2 separate regions of the Oryctolagus cuniculus genome follow, and region 1 is linked to region 2. A link is a contact called in public Hi-C data. All regions are on one chromosome and are shown on one strand. Each heading gives the region's core, a stretch centred on a gene start, on an enhancer-like site or on the middle of the called end of the contact. The rest is flanking DNA. Distances are from core to core; before and after follow the strand shown. Region 1 has its middle 32 kb from the start of PHC1. Region 2 has its middle 95 kb from the start of KLRG1.

What was found. Hi-C and Micro-C count contacts between places; a contact is called where the count stands out from the background.
Region 1: a Hi-C map of an unstated tissue shows a contact between it and region 2, with 4 times the contacts expected there. The contact joins two enhancer-like sites. A contact is called at or near these places in 3 of 6 Hi-C or Micro-C datasets (ear pinna, psoas muscle and an unstated tissue).

The regions. Positions count from the first base shown.
Region 1 is chr9:101,372,397-101,375,096 of mOryCun1.1, forward strand. No RefSeq gene overlaps it. Among named protein-coding and RNA genes, the nearest start is that of PHC1, 32 kb to the left of the region's middle. Within about 2 kb of position 1,330, at least 1 of the 8 cell types and tissues checked has an H3K27ac peak or open chromatin away from gene starts, as enhancers often do.
Region 2 is chr9:101,194,614-101,197,313 of mOryCun1.1, forward strand. No RefSeq gene overlaps it. Among named protein-coding and RNA genes, the nearest start is that of KLRG1, 95 kb to the right of the region's middle. Within about 2 kb of position 1,313, at least 1 of the 8 cell types and tissues checked has an H3K27ac peak or open chromatin away from gene starts, as enhancers often do.

The DNA of each region.
Region 1 (2,700 bases), core at 80-2,579, 180 kb after region 2:
ATTTATATGGAAATTCAAAATGCAAGGAAGAGCCAAGGTTATCCTGAAGAAGAATCACAAAACTAGAGGACTCCACTTCTAGATATCAAGAATTTTAATAAAAACATAGTTTTTAAAATTAATTAGTTTATTTTAAAGTCAGAGCTACAGAGAGAGGGGGACAGAAAGAGAGATCTTGCATCTGCTGGTTTAACCCCCAAATGGCAGCAACAGCTGGGGTTTGGCAAGGCCGAAGCCAGGAGCCAGAAACTTCCTCCAGGTCTCCCACGTGGGCTCAGGGGTCCAAGGACTCGGGCCATCTCCCGCTACTTTCCCAGGAGCATTAGCAGGGTGCTGGATTGGAAGAGGAGCAACTAGCATTGCCCACATGGAATGCCAACATTGCAGGCCATGGCTTAACTTGTTATGCCACAATGCCGACCCTTCTGTTTTCCAAATAAACTAAATCAGGTCTGGTGAAAAGAAAATATAATCTCATCCCCAGGAGCTCCTAAAAGGTTTTAAAACAAAGGGATACCAGAGTTAGATTAGGATTTTAAACAGGACTGTCTAGCAGACCTGGAAGAAATCGACACTCAGAAGGGTTCACCGGGTGGAAGAAGATGGCCACAGGTATGGAAAATGAATGATCCATGATAGCAGACCCATGTAGTGGTGGAGGAATTTCAGTACAAAAGGCACAAAGACAAAGCTTTGTAAGACTGAGAATGAGAGAGGATAAACATTCGAGCCAGGGCTACAGAAAGAGGGATCAAAAGTTTTCTGTGTTCCAGATTGCCTGTTACATTTGTTGCTTCCGGAGGTGGGGCTCTTTCCTGATACCACGTCCCTTCCTCCATTCCATTTCTTTCTAAATCCTTGATGAAGGGTGCAATTTTAGGGAGAGCTCCCTCAGGAGACAACCGTAAGGAGGGAAAAGTTCTTGGGTCGTGGGTTCTGAACTGCTTGCCCTTTCTTTGTTATATAAATAGAACTCCTTTTCCTTCTTTTCCCCCCTCTTCTCACATTACCTGGATAATCCTAGCAGCACGGCTGCCGCCTTCCCTTGCCTGTTGGATTTCTGAGGTAATCGAGCCAAATCTTTGTATCCCAGTGGCTCAACATCTCCACCTAGAGGCCTCCAAAATTCTGAGACTCAATATACTAAACAGGACACACCAGTCATTTGTTGGTAAGGCAAAGAGACAGAGAGACATCTTCCAGCCACTGCTTCACTTGGCAAATGCCCGAAACAGTCAGGGCTGGGTCCGGCAGAAGCCAGGATCCTGCAACGCTACCTAGGCCTGCACTGTGGGTGACAGGGACACAGCACTTGGGCCATCAACCTGCTGCCTTCCGGCAATGTGCATTAGCAGGCAGCTGGACAGGGGAGTGGAGGCAGGGCTGCAGCCCAGGCACTGTGAAATGCTATGCGGGCATCCCAGTGGCAACTTAACCGCCGCACCAAACACCCACCTCAGCACGGACTCTTTTCTACGGCTCTACCCTAAATGATGGCACTGCCCACCTAGGTGGAAGGGGTCAGAATATGTCACTCCAGCTTGTGTCACTTTGCATAAAGGTTATTTGGAGCTGAAGCAAATATGAAACAGCAGACACCAGAGGCACTGTCTAGTCTAGTTTCTGCCTAAAAGCGAAGCCTGAATTTCACTTGAAGCAGTAGGACGTCTCCTTCCCCTCTCTCGTAGCAGCATAGCCCTTACCACGAGAGAAAGAAAGTCAGCACCAACTTGAATCTGCACAAATAACCTTGTCAAAACAATCCTGATCTTCCATGAGTGTCCTCCAGGTATTTACCACCTCTAGAAACCCAGGCCCCTTCCTCCTTTGTTAACTTGCTCCTATACAGTTTTGTCCTTCATCAAAATGACTCCCAGTCCTTTGGATTTTTACCTCTTTGTTGTGAAGTCCCACATATATGTGAAGTAAATCTTTTCTCCTGGTCGTCTTTTGTCATTTAACACAAAGCCCTCAGGCACTAAACTTAACAGGGTATTGGAAACGCTCTTCTGCCCCTGCGTAGTCCACAGTCCAGAGTCCTGGCCATTTTTCTGGACTTTTTCTGACTCTCCTCTTGCACCCTATGTTAATCACTGACAATAGTGAGCCACCTGAGCCTGGCTCAGGCCAGGTCGGAAATTTGCCCCCCATCCTTTTGTTTCCCAAAATCCTCAACCATTTGTGTTCTGGGAAAAGAGCCACTATTAAGCACCACAGTAGTCTGTCTTATACTTTAAAAGTCATCTCTGGGCTGGTGCTGTGGCGCAGTAGGTTAATCCTCTGCCTGCGGTGCTGGCATCCCATATGGACACCGGTTCTAGTCCCTGCTGCTCCACTTCTGATCCAGCTCTCTGCTGTGGCCTGGGAAAGCAGTGGGAGATGGTCCAAGTGCTTGAGCCCCTGCACTCGCATGGAGAAGAAGCTCCTGGCTCCTGGCTTCGGATTGAATCAATGGATAGATCTTTCTCTTTGTCTCTCCCTCTGTCTGTGACTCTACCTCTCAAATAAAAAAAAAAAATTCATCTCCAGCACTGGTGCTGTGATGTAGCAGGCTAAGCTCCCACCTGCACCAGTGCAGACACTGGTTCATGTCCCAGCTGCTCCACTTCTGATCCAGCTCCCTGCTAATGGACCTGGGAAAGCAGTGGAAGGTGGCCAAAGTGCTTGGGACCCTGCATCCACATGGGAGACCTGGAAGAA
Region 2 (2,700 bases), core at 63-2,562:
TTCTGATAGAAACTCAAAATAAAACTGAAGTTTCTGAATTTATGGAATCGCTATTTGGACCCTAAAGAGAGTCAGCAGTTTAATTGATGCTTCCAAGAACCTTGAGAATGAAGAAATCAATCTCATTAACTCATTCGTTTATTAATTCATTTGAATGCCTATCATGTTCACTGCATTGTGCTTTCTGCTACTGGAAGTGCAAAATGCACGTTTGCTCAGGGAATAGTAAGAAGAATAAGTTAAGACTCTTGGGCATCCAGTAACTTATTCTCAAAAAATTCTGGGAGAGACTTTTGTATGAATATAAATCTAGACTGCTGTTGACAGAAGAAATATCTTAAGATGCATTAAAAACAAAACCACACCTACTGATAGCAAAAGTTATTGTAAATATATTTGAGTTGATTTGCAAATCAGACGTAAACTCTTATAGAAATATTCATTTGTTAAAATCAAAGGAAGAGAGACAGCTAAAAAACATCGCTACCTAGTCACCTGTAGTATGAAACTGCAGCCTGCTGAGGCCGATCTGTAAGGGTGTAAGTTACTAGCAGAATGTATAAGTGGTGGTAGCCCTGTCTCCCAAGGAGTTGGCTTGTTGGCCATGCAAGGAAGGAAAAAGAAAATGCTTGCTAAACGTACAATTCCTTATTACTGCTATTTCTAATCGCTAATGTGAAAGGAAAAGGAAGTGCTGCATGAGACTTTGTTGTCGGGCTGAGTGCCACTATTCCAAGTTTTGACCACTAGCCTCAGAGCCACCCACAAAGGGAGAAGTTATGGTGGGACAACAGAAAGCACTGCCCAGCCTTCTGAGTAGGCAGTCGCCGGGGAGGTCAAAAACCAAGAAGTGACTGAAACTCAGTGGCCTGGTATGAAAGAGCTGCATCATTTTGTAGACCAGTATTCCCAAGGAACTAATAAAATGGGATGTCCGAGTGACTAATCAGGGACAGTGCTTTGACTTTAAATGCTGCTGCCGAGTGGAATAACAAGTCTAGGTTGACGCAAGGCCTGTAGTCCCCTACTAAGTAATCACAGATGACTCTCCATGGTCCAGACACACAGGAGGGGACAACTCCAATGCACTGGATCAAAACCACCGTAAAGTGTACTTCCCCTGAGACTGCCAGGTGGGACACCCACAGGAAGCTGCTGATGCGATTCGAGTGCTGACTGTGCCAACCTCCCAAATTAAGGTAAATAATGTGATTAAGGGAGGAGCCTCTTCTGTAAGGGCATTCAGTGTGATCTTATGGCTGCAAGATCAAACAGCACTCTGAGAAGGCTGACTAATGGTTCTTAATGTATCAGGGTCAGTAAAGAAACCAGCAAGTGGGGAGACACGGAAGAGTGAGTCACCCCATCAGTTGGAAGGTTTCGGATGATTATTGCAAAACGGGATGAATATGGCAGACCCTGATGGTGTTGAAACAAAGATGTGGGCGAAGTGTGGCTGCAGACTGGGTGGGCCAAGGGGACCACCTGAGGGTCCTGATGTTAAAGTCCTCTAAACAAGCCCTCTGTGTATACTCCAGCTTGGAGCAATTTCAAAGGCTAGAAGACCAAGATTACAATGAGAAATCCTATCCACAATCTCCGGAGGCTGTGGGTAGGCAGATTAATCAAGGTGATCACTAGTGAGGGATCAAGGTCCTCTGGGCCAGACCCTGGCTGGGGAGACCTCATGGATGTGTGCAGGCAAAGTGGCAGTAGATGGGACCTCTCTGGGACTCTGTAATGGCCATTCCTCTGATTCTGAAACCTGCTGGAGACCACAGAGCTAAAATCACATTGGGGGAATATAAAGATCCAATGGTGATGGGGTTAAGGTGCAGATTTTTCATGTGATTGTTTTTTTTTTTTTTTTTTTTTTCAAAATTTGACTGAGGCTGACAAAGGCTCTCCTTTTACCAAAACTCCAGTTCAACTTCTGAGTCCTTTCTCACTGGGCCCAACCTTGACATCTCTCTCTGTCCTTGTAGAGTCCAGTCTGAACAAGAATCCTGGTTGTCAGGTTAAGTGAGAATTCCCCACACTTGATTATCTGACCATTAGATATCTTTGTCTTTTAAGTATTTATTTATTTACTTGAAAGGCAAAGTGACAGAAAGAAGGAGAGACACATCCACACACACAGAGAGCGAGATTGAGAGCGAGAGCAAGAGAAATAGAGATCTTCCATTTACTGGTTCATGCTCCAGATAGCTACAACAGTGGGGCTGGGTCAGGCCAAAGCTAGAAGCCAAGAGAGCTCCATCTGGTCTCTCATGTGGGTGGCAGGAATCCAAGCACTTGGGCCACCATCTGCTACCTCCTAGGCACATTAGCAGGAAGCTGGATCAGAAGCACAGCAGCACTCAATTGGCACTCTGATATGGGATGCTCATATTGCATATAGCTTAACCTGCTGGGTACAACACTGGTCCCAGTCATGATTTTCACAACAGGTAAAAATTAAATTCCTTTCTCTCAATCCCTGAGCTTTTTGCATGGTATCTATTTGTGGTATTTTCCCCTTCCTTTTCAGCATGCTACAGTGAGTAGCTTAGTTATTGATGTCAATTGTTCCTCTCACTGTCTTAGAAAACCAGAGAGACACTGTTAAGTATCTAATGACCTTTGGTTAGTGGCTCCATCTGCTGGAGACAGTCTGCACTGCTTGCATTTTTTACCAGACACTATGTGCAGGGACACTTG